Regions from separate parts of the Mus musculus genome. Here regions 2, 3, 4 and 5 are each linked to region 1. Evidence: chromatin contacts called from public Hi-C and HiChIP or PLAC-seq data. All regions are on one chromosome and are shown on one strand. The core of a region is the stretch at or near the end of the contact, and the rest is flanking DNA. Distances in the headings are between cores, read along the strand shown.

Region 1 (2,700 bases), core at 133-2,632:
CATGAGCTGTGACCATTGCTTGTTAGGTGACAATCTAGAAAACCCAAAGTGTTCCAAGGACCAACTATAACTGCTGGTAGGAGTGGGGGGGTCCCATCTATCTATCTAATCTATTTGTAACTTCCCCCAACTCACCCTAATGAGGCATGGAATTCTATACTCTGTGTAGTGAACATTTAAAAAGAAAATTTTTAATAGGGAAAGAGAATTTGAGAGCCAAGGAAGGAAGGCAACTCTCACATTCCACAAGCTAGGCTGGCTGGAGGTTCTGTTGAGAAGTTTCTGTTTTCGGTTCGGTTTAGTTGGGTAGGGGTGTTTATCTGTTTGGGGGATTCCTTGTTGTTGTTTGTTGTTGCTGGTGGTTATGATGATGGTGGTGATGATGGTGATAGTGGTGGTGGTGGTGGTAGTGGTGGTGGTGGTGGTGGAGGAGGGGTTTTTTTGGACAGAGTAATTTTACAGACTCCCTGAAACATGTTTTAGATTAAAAAGTAAGACCCTCAACAATGCCTTTTAACTTTACACCCCAAGCCCAAATTCTGGACCCTGGATCTGTTCAAACGTATGACGTGTGAACAGCTTCCTAAAAGCAAATGGGGACTGAGATATAATTTAGGAAGTGATGATGCAAATCTCCCGGGGAGCAGCAGGGAGGAGGGGAGGTGAAAAAGTCAGAGGAAATACCCTCCTGATGGCTGGGCACCAACTCATACCAAGATGAGGGGGAGGCGGACTGGCCTCCACAGGCCAAGGGAAAAGGAAAAGGGGCAACCCTGCCCCGTCAGAAGTGCCAGCGCCGCCACCTCGTCCCTCCGGCTCACCCGTGGCCCCTCACCCCAAGCCGGCCTCGGGCCAGCGAGTCCCACAGAGGGTAGCGCGGCCCGAGCGGTCCTGGTCCTCCTGCTCCTCTTATTCCTATTCCTCCTCTTCTTCCTCCTCCCCCCCCCCCCACCAGCGTCCCCTTCCCGCAGCCCTCCTCAGGCCGAGGCCGCGGTCCCCGCCCGCTCCCCCGAGGCCCGGCTTCCGCGGCCCAGCTTCCCGGGGCTCTGGCCTCCCTCGGGTCCCCACCGCCACCCCGAGGCCCGAGCCCGCGCCCCTGCCCCCACACTTACCCCCAGAAGCCGCAGGGACAGCGAGGCGGCAGGCTGGGCGCTTTGCTGCGCTCGCTCCCGGCGTCTCCCATGGTGCTCGGCGGCGGCGGCGGCGGAGCTCGGAGGCGACGGCGGCTGGGCCTGAGCCCCCCTCGGAGGAAGCGGAGGCGGCGGCGGCAGCGGCGGGGGGCGCGGGGCGGGGGGAGGGGGAGGGAGCGGGCGCGCAGGCGGGCGCGAGTCCGGAGCTCCGAGCCGGGATTCCAGGCGGGTCAGCTGGAGGCGGGCCGCACCACTCGGCCTGCGGAGGGGGGGGGCGCGGCGAGGAGAGGGAGGGGAGCTGCGGAGGAGGGGCTGGGCCGTGCGAGCCGGGGAGATCTGGCGGCCTTGGCGGCTCTCTCCGCCGCCCCCCAGCCACGGCGCTGTCCCGTGCGGCGGCGCTGGCGGGTCCGGGGCTGGGTGGGGAGGAACCCGTAGCCCCCGCCGGCAGTGGAGTCGCAGCGGCCGGCTGTGACGCCCCGGGCCCCCGCTCGCTCCGTAATCCCCTCCCCCGCCCCGTAGACTGCGCTGACCGGACAATGGCCGCTCCGCCCCCTCCCCGAGGCGGACACCCCTCCCGAGGCGGCGCGATGGTCTCGCCCGGGGGAGCCACCGCCGCCGCCGGAGCCCGACGGATCAGCTGGGATCCGGGCGTGCCACTTTGTTCAGAGCCTCGGAGGCTGGGCGGTGCGTGCTCCTCCCGAGTTCCTCGTGCGAGCCGCCTCTCAGCCCTCCATCTTCCCAGGACTTTTACGAGAGCTAGCCTGCGCTCCTGGCTGAGGAAGGAGAGCGGGTTTCAGAGTCCTGTGGGGGAGCTTTGCCTCCACCCCCCAGCTGAGACAAATGGTACGCCCCAAGCGGGCCGGGGGCCCAATTAGTTGTTTGGGGTGACTTGGGTCGGTCCCAGAGCGGCGGCGCATGCGCCTGGAGACCTGGTAGTCTGTCCAGAGCTGGGTGGAGCGTTTCCAAACCCGGAAGTTGCCTAGGTGTCCTGCGTTCACCGCTGGCCGTCTGGGTCTTCAAGGCCACTGTTCTCGCGCCCCTGATGAGTGCCGCGAAGCGTTCCTCCCCAAACTGCCAGCCGCCGGAGAATCTCGCTTCCCATTTCCCCTACTCCCAACCCACTCAGACAGTTCCCCCGGAAAAGTGGCCTCCGTCCTGCCATAAATGAATTTCAGGAACATCTCTAGATAGCAAGTCGTGGGGCAGAAGGAACTTGCCCAAGTGTTTCACCCCTCTGATGTCCTCAGTTGGAGTACCCCAGGTCCACTCCCACTATCTTGATTTGGAAAACCTCCCTGGGGTAAATATGGTTGGTTTGGGGGAGAAGATTTAACTTGATCCCTACTGGACATTAATAAGTGGCCAAACTTGAGCCGTTGAAAGAATTCTTTAATATTCCTTACCACAGTCCTAAATTCTTTCTGTTCTCCAGTCAGCGGTGACCAGAATAGTCCACTAGCGATCACTAATTTGAACACAAAAGAAACGTCCACCAGAACTCTTGGAGAAGTGACCTGACCTTAAGGGGTTTGGAGCCAACTTAAAAGTCCAGAACTTACGGGAAGGCTAC
Region 2 (2,700 bases), core at 89-2,588, 130 kb before region 1:
ATGAGGAAGTCGAATCCATTTCCCTAGGATCTGAAAGAAGACAAGAAGGCTCTCTACTCTACTCTACTCTACGCTACCTCTATACAGCACTCTACATAAGTCCTAGCGAAAGCAATTATGTAAGGGAAGGAAAGGCCATCCAAACTAGAAAGGAGGAAGCAAAATTATCTACTTCCTTGACACACTGTTAACATCCTTCTTCTCTTCTGAAATGATTTTCACACCCTTCCTAGTTCCATTAAACAAGTTATAATATTAAAATCTCCTTTTCTGGAATGCTATAATCTATCCCTGTTCACAATACTGTCAGATTGCTCCTTCAAAAGGACAGTGACACTATCACTGTCTCTTCATTAGAACCACAGCTATTGTTCAAAGTCCCAGTAGCTTGACTGGACATTCATTCAAGCTTGGTAATCATTAACTTTCCAACTTCATTCTCCATGAATGAAGTCACTACCCAAGAGAAACTCCAGGCAGCTTTCCTCCACAGCTCACACTACATGTGTGAAGTGTCTCTTCACAGCATTCTGTCTTCAATACCATTTCTGAGTAAGCCAGTGCCTTTCAATAACACTTACTACAAACGCTGACCTACTAACATTAAGTATACACAGAATGTGTCCGGCTTCTAACCCCAGCATCCGGACAGAACTGGGCTGGATCACTTCCAGTGTAGAGTTGTCCTGTGCAATATAAGATGTTAGCAGTCCTCTCGTCTCTCAGCATTGCGTTGCTTTGAGAGGAAAAAGGGGAATAATCACTCCTCTTTGCCATCTTCTGATTTAAATTGAATGTCCCTGCTAAACAATAAACTCTCTAAAGATCTTCTGTTTTATATTCTCAATATAACTGAATATAATAACATGTGAAAGTATTAAACAAATTATTTTTTTCCCTGCTAACCTTCCCCAAATTAGTAGACTTGATAACCTAAACTATTACATTTCTAAATACCCATTAAGCTTGAAACATAAATTCCAACCTTAAGGAAAGCATAAGAGGCAAATACTATGAGTTACATTGTGTCCCACAAGAAATCATTGTAGCATTATAACGACTATGTATCACATACAAGGGTAACAAGAGGACCAGTGGTATGGCTAGGCACTTATACACAGGATTGGCTAACTGGGTTCAATCCCCAGGCCCCTTAGCCTAACAGGAGAGAACGATACATACCTACTCGCTTACATCCTCATATTCAAAACACACACATTCGCAAATGCACGCAGTAAAATATTAAACAAGAATAAAAGTATCTCCTACTTTCTTCACACAGCCTGTGCTTTTATTACCTAAGTGTAAACTTAGTCAAGGCCAGTTAGCAGAGGCAAGAGTCCAATCTAAGTCTAGGTCAGGCTGACGTTCCCAAGACTGGTGATTCTAAATGCTTGCTGTACAGCAGAATTCTCCATAGACTTTAAAGGCTGAATCTTTGAGCTTCCTTCTCTTTGAAGAGTTAAATTAGGCTCAAGGATGATAATAAAAAACTAAAATTGTTTGTTAAATCCTCGGTGGAGAGCTGATGAAATATGTCCATGTTGTCATGCAGCCCTGATGACCCGAGTTCCAATCCTGGTGGAAGCAGAGAACTGACTCCAGCACACTGTCCTCTGCCCTCTATGATAACCATGCAAGTGCACTACATGCACAAGTCTTTCAAAAATGCAATAAAAAAGATTGCTTTAAATTTCCCCAGTGAGTTCTAATGTGAAGGCAGAGCTGATAACCGCTGGAAGGCTAGTCCTAAGAAGACCTCACCTTCTCTGGAGTGGCTGCACTTACTGACTTGCACAGCACAGCATTCCACACCCACACATTTGTCTTAAACAGAATCTGAGTTAAGCCTTCCTGAGCAAGGCTCTCACGCTGATGCTCCTGGGCTGCTCTAAGGCTCTCACAGATAGAGACTTACATTCCTCTGTACTCGGTGAAGTTACATTCAGTTCTGTCGGGAGCGACTGCTGGCTGGGACTAAGAGTTGGCGTGGTTACAGAGGTATTGTTGTTGTCACTGGTGGTCTCTTCGGAAAACAAATCTGATTGGCTGTTACTTGTACTTGGGGTGGAATCATCATCTGGTTGTTTCTTTTGAAAATCTACAGAAAAAAGGGTAAGAAAACTGGTTAATTACGGCCCTTACATCAGAGCAACCACTAGAAAACATTAATGTTAGGGTCAGAGTCACATGAAACATGGAGGAAGGCCACTGTGGTAACTAAAAGCAAAGTGCAGAAGTGAATGGCTGATGAAAAAGCAAACATAAAACCACGGGCATGATTTAAACTTTCAAGTTATATATTAACACCCTCTGTGGTTCAGATAAGGATAGACATTGATTTTAATACTGAACTTTGAATACACAAAGATGTTCTTAAGAGTAATCAGTAGAAAGGGGAGGGGGAGATTGAGACCTATCGGTGAGAGGTCAGAAGGAAAATAGCAGCACAAAAAAATAGCTCCCTAAACAAAAAACACATTAAAAATGGCAGAAATCAGTGGGTGCACATATATTATCAGTAATGAGGATAGATGTAAAAGAAATGACCACAACAGCGAAAAGAAATGGGCTGCATTTAGTTTACAACAGACATAAAAACACAAGGAGGTTGGTTTTCTAATTAGTGTTCAATTCAAGCTGACAACACAGCTCCTGCCCTCAGGCACAGAGCAGGCATGGATAGGAAGAGCCCCCACC
Region 3 (2,700 bases), core at 22-2,521, 260 kb before region 1:
TTCCAAGCTTGTCCAAAATGTGTAATGGTTACTCTTGTCCTCAAGTGTCAAAGGCAAATAAACAGTTCTAAGATAGCCGTGTACAAGTAAATGATGCTGTGCGTTCTTGAGCTGCCTTCCACTGTGTCCTGGCTTTTTCTCAAGGGATTAGTGCATCTTGAAGCTAGCTCAATAGCTTGGATCATAAAACTGCCAAGTCTCAAGTTATTGTTTTAAATTTCCTACGGGAGATTGCATCTTAAGTATAAAGGGGACTTACCCCATGACTCGGTGCCCTTACTGATGGGGGGAGGGGCGTGTCTCGTCATGCTGTTTGCTTTTCTCACCCAAGTCACAGGCTTTCAAGATTTGATGGAGTGCTTGCATTGATTTTTAATTTTCTTAGTCACCAGAAAATACATTTAAAATATAAATAGGCAAAAGCTTTACACTGTAACCTCCCTTGCCTCTGTGTCAACATTTTTGCCTTTCCTTGCTGATCCCAGGTCCGTAAGACTGCACATCCTTCTCTAACAATCTAAGCTTGCTTGTCATGCTGCCCCTCCTCTTGTCTCCTGGAATCACTTAGTCATGCATTTCCTTCTGTAGGTCTCTCAATGGTTCTACCATGAACAAGACCAACAGCTATTGATTTGGGGATGTCACAGAGGCCTCGTGGATCCCTGTGACATGAGCCCTGGTGCTTCTGTGGTCACTAGGCACTGTTTTCTGACTGAATCCTCCTGAAGATGTCTGTCCTGACTCTTACCTTCTTTTGTGACTTGCTAAAGTCAGAGAAGAGGCAGAAGTTGTAAGATGACATCTCATTTAAAAGGTGACCTTGCCGGCCGGGTGTGGTGGTGCACGCTTTTAATCCCAGCCCTTGGGAGGCAGAGGCAGGCGGATTTCTGAGTTCGAGGCCAGCCTGGTCTACAGAGTGAGTTCCAGGACAGTCAGGGCTACACAGAGAAACCCTGTCTCGAAAAACAAAAAACAAACAAACAAAAAAGCAAAAGGTGACCTTGCCATCTTGCCTTTTTGGCACGGAAGATCATATTTGTTCAATGGAAAAGCAGGTTGATAAGCTCTGTGTGCTGGAGGAGTCAGGAGGGAAAGAGCAGACCACTCCCTGATGTGCTGCGTTCTCGTCGCTGTGATAATGCACAGAAACAACCTACAGAAGAAAGGGTTTATTTTGCTTTATGTTCCCAGAGGAATAGAATCCTTCATGGCCAGGACAGCATGGCCTGGCAGCAGAACAGAAAGCTGGCTGGCAACCTCTCAGCCGTATACAGGGAACTGAGAAACAGCAGGAAGCGGGGGAGGTATAAACCCTGAAAAGGCCTGCCCTGGTGACATACTTCTTCTAGCAATGCTGCACCTCCTAAAGGGTCCATGGCCTCCCCAAACAGCCCTACCAACTGAGGACTAAGCACTCAAGTGTGTGAGCCTATGGCGACTCCCACACTCTAGACAGTGTGTACATCACATACATACATACATACGTACGTACATACATACATACATACATACATACATACATACATACATCACAGAGGACTCCTGTCCACTGCCCCCTTCTCAAGTAAAAGCAACCTGGAGTTGAAGAGCTTGCTTCGAGTGTCCACTGAAGTTACAAGGAAGAGGAAGGAGGGAGGTAAAGCCAGGGTGGGGACCAAGAGAGACTAAGAGGGGACAAGAGAGGTTTCATGTTTCCTCTCATAATGGATTGAGAACATGAAGGCATAAAGGAAACAGGAGGAGGAAGAGGATTTGCATCATTGGGGGAGGGGAAGAGGGCTAGCAGAGGGTGGATATAAGCAAACTACAACAATCTGTGTATAAAAATGTCACAATGAATACGCTTCATTTTGTATGCTAACTAAAAATAATTAGAAATTTAAAACAATCAGTTAGAAAAAAGTGTTCAAATCCCAGGACAAATGGATAGATCACAAGGACTGTTATTAGAAATGAAAATAGTAAGCATCTTTCCAGGGCTCAGCTGCTGAGCAGAGAGGTGGGGCAGGTGCCCATGGAGCCCTTGATTGCACCCCACATTTGCAGGGCTGCTCAGGGCTGTGCTTGTCGTCCTCCTGGCCAGCCATCTCTGAAGCCCCTTGTTTCCCAGATCCGAGTCTGGACATCCCGTCTCCTTCCTCCTGCCGTGTCTCCAATTGAAATGGTCCCTCTGCATGTAAGGCTGAGTCTGTGCCTGAAGTGCACTGGCCCAGGTGGAAGCACAATTTTAATCAAACGTGCATAGAACAACTCAATTGCTACCAAAATCCCAAGAGTCCTAGTGCTATTGGTAGCCAGATTTTCACTTGTTTCCTGGGTTTTGGTTTCTAGCCCAGCCTGTTGTCATGGGGGTTTGTGTAGATCATTTGAATAGCATTAGGATTTCCAGTTCTCTTAAGAGTCATTTTTATTTTTTATTTGTATGTATGGAATGTTTTACTCGCACCATTTGAGCCTGGTGCCCATTGAGGCCAGAAGAGAGGGTCAAACCGAAGCTCACCTATGCAAAGCCTATGCTAAAGCAGCAAGCATTGGCTCTGGGTACCTGTGGCTATCGTTCCTTGCCTGATTTCTCCTGTGACGTTTTCCAGATATGTGGGTATCTGAGGCCTGGGTCTTTGCTGACAAGATGAGCATGCCAGTCTTTCTTCTGTCACTGGCCTTCTGAGGTGATCTCAGTGGTTAACTTTAGCAGTGCAT
Region 4 (2,700 bases), core at 18-2,517, 240 kb after region 1:
TACTAGACATCTTATTAATGATCCAGTTTGGCAGGAAGCAGGGGTCGTTCCATCTGAGTCATTCAAGGACAGTTTAATGAGGGTGTGGGCTGGGAGGAGAGAAACCGGCGAGGGATGCTAACTGTCCAGCTAAAGTTTAAAGAGGGGTGCCCCCTCCCCGGCATGCAATCCGTTGGAGTAGTAGCGTCCCTTAAAACTAGAAAAGATGTGGATAGACTCTGAAGGGGATCTAACAATGTGTTTATTACATTTGTGTGTGTGTGTGTGTGTGTGTGTGTGTGTGTGTGTGTGTCTGCCTCTCTGTCTGTGCCTGCCTGCCTGCCTGCCTGCCTGCTAAGACATGGGCTTGGAGGAACAAAGACAACTTTGTAGGAGTTGGTTCTGCCCTTCCATTATGTGGTTCCTGGGACTTGACTTAGGCTGTCAGGCTTGGCGACAGGTGCCTTTACCCACAAAGTTATCTCTCTGGCCCCTTGAGAGGGACTTCTGGTTTTTCAGATCCAAGAAAAATGGAGGGGAGGAATCTTTTCCTCTTAGTCTGTGTCAGGCAGGGAAGAGGGACTTACTTCAATGGTCAGGGCCAGCCACAAAGATGCAACTTGTGCTGGTTCAGGACATGGTCCTGGCAGATGCCAGCTCTCCCCAGCACATCCACCCCAGACCGGCTCTGAACCCAGTTGGTAGGGGACCAGCATTCACAAGGCTTGGGTTCAATCTGCCATACTGCACAAACTACCGGCGTGGGATTACATCTGTAGTCCCAGCATTTAGGAACTCGAGGCAAGTGAATCAGAAGTTCAAGGTCATCTTCAGCCACCTAGTGAGTTCCAGGCCTGCTTGAGACACGTGATACCCTGTCCCAATCAAGCAATCAATATCAATCAATCAAACAGTAAGATCCTAGCCCAGGTAGGATCTTACAGTGACCACAGGCAGCATCATTAGTAAGATCGGGCATCGCCAAGGCCAACACCCTGTGGTCTCTTCCTCTCAGCATCCATCTACCTGACTGCGCACCCCTCCCTGGTAAGACCTGCCCCCTCTCATCCCAAAGGGAAGACCTGTGCTTCCCTGATGGTCCCAACAGCAAAGTTCTAAGTGGCCCCAGTTCAGGTCGCCATCCCCACCCCAGAGTGAATCATTCTGCCAGCAATATGGGGATCAGAAATGGAACCGGAAGTCGGTGAAAAAGCCACCTTAGGCTCCCTCGGGGAAGTGAGAGCAGCTGCAGAGGCAAGGCTGCTGGAGTTAGAGCCACACGCACCCCCATGTTTCACTGTGAAGAGAGGTGTGAGGGGGTGGGAGGAGGGGATGTCTTCGGTTTGCTCAAGGCTGGGTGTGTGTGTCAGAAACACAGCAGAGGGAAAGGTGGTTTATCAGATAAAGATTTAAAGATACATGCCGCCAAGTCCTGAACCGGCATGACTTGAGTTCAATCTCCAGGACCTACCCGGTGGAGGGAAAGGTGACTCCCAACAGCACAGACGCACACACAAACATGAAATTTTAAATAAAATCTAAAGGACACAGAGATTTGTACTCTTCCTCATACACGTTGGGTACACGTACATGATTAAGTAAACATATGAGATCTTGTATCAGACAGGGTAGGCCAAGTTACACTGCAGTAAGGAGTCAGATCAAACCGCCAAGTTCAGTTCTGGCTCACGCTTCAGGCCCTCCTGGGCTTGGCTCATCATAAACAGCCCCAGGACCCAGGCAGGCTGTCGGAAATGCTACAGCTCACACCTGCGGGGCCGGGGCGGGAAGTGGGGGGGGAGGAGACATGATCTTGCATGCCTCTGAGACACAAAAGTAAATTCTACTGGCTAAGAATGCTGATTGGCCAGAACTGGTCACATGGCCCTTCCAACCACAGGGGTAGTCAGGAAGTGCTACCTAGAGGCTGGGAGCCCCAGCGAGTTCTCAGCAAATTGTATCAATGACTGTCATGCCTACATATAATTGGCTTATGTATGTGTACTTACATGCATGCATGCATGCACACACAGGCTCTCTCTTTTCTCTCATACACACATACACATGCACACACACAGACTCGCGCACTCACACACACACATCCCATGGTCATAGACTTATGTCAACTCCCTTTGCCCAGCCATCAATGTCGAAAGTCCCTAGCGAGGTGCCTGCTGTCATGGACACCTGCACCCACATTTTGTCCTGACTGCTGCCTTCAGCTCTTCTGCCTGGTTCTCGGGGCCCCACCATTCATCTCTGCTCTGGGTTCATTCTTCCAGTCTCCCTTCCCTGGTGGTCCTCCCCTGTGGTCCTCCCCTTCTGCCAGGAGGAGGTAAAGGGGACAGCTGTGTGTTTATGCAGTGATACTGCACCACCGACACTTGCTTCAGGTTTCTGGCTGGGGTGTTAGAATCCCCTCCCTTTCTCTTCACTTGCCTTGTGAGCTCTCTAAGCACGAGCTGGTGACAAACAGAGGGGCTGTCTCAGCTAGAAGGGCAAGGGGGTGAGACCCAGAAGATGTGGGGGTGCAAACAGAGCAGGCAGGGACAAAGAGAGCCAAGACGCAGAGTGCAGAGGCAGGGGAGACATCTCAGTGGGTAAAGTGTCTGCCGCACAGGCAGGAAGGCCCGAGCCCGAATCCCCAGCGAGCATGAACATCTCCAATCCCAGCGTTGGGCAGGGCCAGAGGCATGAGGACCAGGCTGGCCAAACTGGTGA
Region 5 (2,700 bases), core at 127-2,626, 150 kb before region 1:
TCTGGAGTCTATGGAGTCTTCAGCATGTGGGGCCTGACTGATGCAGGCAGGTCACTCAGGTGAGCTCTGAAGGCTACACCTCCAGGCTCCTGATTCTGCCTTAAACTCTGCTTCCGGATCCAGCACATGGGAACAGCAGCCACGGTCCTCTCCCCCAGCCTCCCACCATGGGAGACTGACACTTATAAAAACAGTGCGACAAAATGAGCCTTCCCTCCCTTATCTTTTTCTCATGGGCATTTGGTCGGTGGTGAGAAAGTAATGCAGAGCAAGAGACTGTGGGCTGCTCTGAAAAGGAGTAGGGAGGAATTTAGAATGGGCCAACAGAGTTTTAGCGGCCATTCTGATGGAAGTCTAAGACCAATGGAGAGATGTAAAGACTGAGCTCTCAGGATTTCAGATGGGACTCTGCAGGGAACTGGACCACAAACATTATGTCAAACAATCTAACTACATCTTGCTTGAGTCCTGAATATTCGAAAGAAGCTGATTTTAAAAAGAGCAAACAAACCAACAGATTAATTTATCTGGCACAGGCAACTTTTCAAGAGAGTGTAACACACTGTGGTGTGGCCACTGCTCACTACATTCAGTGGGTTTAGAGTGAAAAATCAGAGACAGACAAAACAAAGCAAAAGGCAGGAGGATGTGATAAAGGCACAGCCTGGCAAAAAGAACATGACACTGTTTAGAACTGGGGACCAACTGAGCTATGGAGGTGATTAACACCATCACCTGGTGGTGCTGGTTCACGCCTTTAGTCCCAGCACTTAGAAGGCAGAGGTGGACAGTTCTCTGAGTTCAAGGCCAGCCTGGTCTACAGAGGTCCACAGCAGCCAAGACTAAAGAAACCTTGTCTCAACAAAACAAAACAAAAAAAGGGAGGAGGGGGAGGGGTTAAAATCATTAAAAAAAAAAAACCCTCACAACTTTAAATGAGACAATAGAAAGGATGCTTTGAGGGCAAGGCTCCATTCATCAAAGATTCCAAAGTGAAAAAGGCAAATTCACACTCTTTAGAGACTGACATTAAAATCTGAGTGCCTGAAGACTGAGCCAGGTAGGTAGGGTTCAGCCACCCAGCACAGACTACAGCCACCCAGCACAGACTCAGCTGTGGTAAGAGGGGGACCTGGCGACTTCCCAAGCTGGCAGAACCTGGCACCATCCACTGGTGTTGGTTTTTTATAGGCACACAGAACTCAAGAATTACAGAGCTATGGTTAAAGAAAAGTCACTCACAGCCCCTCTGAGCTCAGGTGATCAGCAGCAGGGGCAGCTGGCAAGCAGGGAACGCCGGGCAGTTACAGTAGGGATGCCAGGAGCAGGAGCCGGCAACAAAGCTGGAGCCACTGACCGGAGCTTGTCTGAGGAAAAGGCTACAAGGGATTGCAAACGGCAGAGCTGCCCATGTCTGCCGGGGCTCAGATGCTACCACAGCCCTGCATGGTGGCTACAAAGCCAACAGGGTGGAGGTTTCCCTGCTGATTTCTGGCCTTGCCATTCTTTCCTTACTATAGCCACTTACCTCCCTTTAGGAAGAAAAATATTTACTCTGCTTAACTTGATATCGGAAATGTGTACTTTTTTGAGGAACATCTTATTTTACAGGTGCCACAGTTACAAGTCTGCCTTCTGTCTCAGATAAGATTTGAGGGTTTTCAATTGTATTGAGGCTGCTAAGACTGGGGACTTTTAAAGTTGGACTGAATCCATGTTTGACTGTAGGTTGGTCATTTGTCTTTAGGGACTGGAAACAGAACACTCTGGCTTCCATCCCCCACAGGCTCATGTTCTCAGCCCTCTCCAGCATTTGTGTATCTGAGCTGAGGTGGCTGCTGAATTCAGAGCATGGAACCCTGTGTGCGTCTGGTGCTGCTGTGACTATGGCAGAAGGCTCTGCCCCACACCTTACAGCCTCCTTGCTGGACTGGACTTAAATCTTTCTTTCCTATCTTATTCTGGCAAGGTATTTTGATAACATTAAAAAAAAAAACTACTACAGTTATAAATAACAACAATGAACTATTCAATATCTACTGTGAGCTACAAATAATCCTCTTGTTACACTGACCTTGTGAGAAATTCTTATCATTCCACTTTATAGATGATAAACAAATTTAAAATGTCATCTTACTTTAAAACACACACACATACACATTTTGTAAGAAGCAAAATTAAAAAAAGAAACTGACCTAGTTTTAGAAATAGCATTTATAAAGTACATTACTAAACACTATTACCAAATCTGTGTTTTTGTTTTTTCCAAATTTTAATCAATGACAAGCTTTCTTACTGTAAGTTAGAAAGAAAGAAAAAAACAAAAAAGCATACAATGGAAACGTAAAGTGTAATGTAATACAACACAGACTTGAGCATCTGCAAGACTGACATTCAAGTCCTGCGGGACTGACTACTCATCAGTCATCTTACTCAGGAAAGCCACAGTGTCCTGAGCACCCACCATCCTTTTCATAATGAGAACCACCTGCAGAGCTGGTCTCCCAACACTCCAGGCAACTGTTCTGTGCCTCCATCAGGCAGAGAAACCCCTCTCCTGGCAGAGCTTGCTCACTGTGCACAGGAGTAATGACGGCATGCCAGGACAATCACACACACCTCTGCCTCAAAGATGGCCATTTGGAAGAAAACAGTAAATCACATTCTTTAAGCATCCACAGCTGTATGCTACTGAGTCAG

The links. Hi-C and Micro-C count contacts between places; a contact is called where the count stands out from the background. HiChIP or PLAC-seq counts read pairs in DNA pulled down with a chosen protein or histone mark.
Region 2: an H3K27ac HiChIP or PLAC-seq map of extraembryonic endoderm stem cells shows a contact between it and region 1. The contact joins the enhancer-like site here to the promoter of Zfand3 in region 1. A contact is called at or near these places in 2 of 39 promoter capture datasets (HPC-7-derived erythroid cells and liver), 3 of 484 Hi-C or Micro-C datasets (CD4 T cells, liver and nephron progenitors), 14 of 115 datasets of contacts at active chromatin or transcription factors (bone marrow-derived macrophages, cardiomyocytes, embryonic hindbrain and 10 more) and 3 of 9 other capture datasets (adipose tissue, liver and pancreatic islet).
Region 3: a contact with region 1 is called in an HNF4G HiChIP or PLAC-seq map of pancreatic cancer cells. The contact joins the enhancer-like site here to the promoter of Zfand3 in region 1. A contact is called at or near these places in 3 of 39 promoter capture datasets (the 3T3-L1 cell line, HPC-7-derived erythroid cells and hippocampal neurons), 10 of 115 datasets of contacts at active chromatin or transcription factors (embryonic basal ganglia, embryonic forebrain, embryonic hindbrain and 6 more) and 1 of 9 other capture datasets (adipose tissue).
Region 4: a contact with region 1 is called in a Hi-C map of double positive thymocytes, with 6 times the contacts expected there. The contact joins the enhancer-like site here to the promoter of Zfand3 in region 1. A contact is called at or near these places in 1 of 39 promoter capture datasets (the HPC-7 cell line), 2 of 484 Hi-C or Micro-C datasets (B cells and double positive thymocytes) and 4 of 115 datasets of contacts at active chromatin or transcription factors (embryonic stem cells and memory CD8 T cells).
Region 5: an H3K27ac HiChIP or PLAC-seq map of extraembryonic endoderm stem cells shows a contact between it and region 1. The contact joins the enhancer-like site here to the promoter of Zfand3 in region 1. A contact is called at or near these places in 1 of 39 promoter capture datasets (hippocampal neurons), 1 of 484 Hi-C or Micro-C datasets (nephron progenitors), 8 of 115 datasets of contacts at active chromatin or transcription factors (bone marrow-derived macrophages, embryonic hindbrain, embryonic stem cells and 5 more) and 3 of 9 other capture datasets (adipose tissue, liver and pancreatic islet).

The regions. Positions count from the first base shown.
Region 1 is chr17:30,003,721-30,006,420 of GRCm38.p6, reverse strand. Zfand3 (zinc finger, AN1-type domain 3) reads right to left here and starts at 1,382. Exons shown (of 6, transcript NM_001356265.1): 1 at 1,113-1,382. The coding sequence starts at 1,183.
Region 2 is chr17:30,134,724-30,137,423 of GRCm38.p6, reverse strand. Zfand3 (zinc finger, AN1-type domain 3) reads right to left here. Exons shown (of 6, transcript NM_001356265.1): 3 at 1,919-2,101. Among named protein-coding and RNA genes, the nearest start is that of Zfand3, 130 kb to the right of the region's middle. Within about 2 kb of position 1,338, at least 43 of the 459 cell types and tissues checked have an H3K27ac peak or open chromatin away from gene starts, as enhancers often do. A contact at or near this core is called in extraembryonic endoderm stem cells, hepatocytes, liver and 1 more, where this site is marked.
Region 3 is chr17:30,258,717-30,261,416 of GRCm38.p6, reverse strand. The region is part of intron 9 of Btbd9 (BTB (POZ) domain containing 9); the gene reads left to right. Among named protein-coding and RNA genes, the nearest start is that of Zfand3, 260 kb to the right of the region's middle. Within about 2 kb of position 1,271, at least 19 of the 459 cell types and tissues checked have an H3K27ac peak or open chromatin away from gene starts, as enhancers often do. A contact at or near this core is called in adipose tissue and pancreatic cancer cells, where this site is marked.
Region 4 is chr17:29,768,423-29,771,122 of GRCm38.p6, reverse strand. No RefSeq gene overlaps it. Among named protein-coding and RNA genes, the nearest start is that of Ccdc167, 53 kb to the right of the region's middle. Within about 2 kb of position 1,267, at least 83 of the 459 cell types and tissues checked have an H3K27ac peak or open chromatin away from gene starts, as enhancers often do. A contact at or near this core is called in B cells, double positive thymocytes and memory CD8 T cells, where this site is marked.
Region 5 is chr17:30,154,172-30,156,871 of GRCm38.p6, reverse strand. The region is part of intron 4 of Zfand3 (zinc finger, AN1-type domain 3); the gene reads right to left. Among named protein-coding and RNA genes, the nearest start is that of Zfand3, 150 kb to the right of the region's middle. Within about 2 kb of position 1,376, at least 8 of the 459 cell types and tissues checked have an H3K27ac peak or open chromatin away from gene starts, as enhancers often do. A contact at or near this core is called in extraembryonic endoderm stem cells, where this site is marked.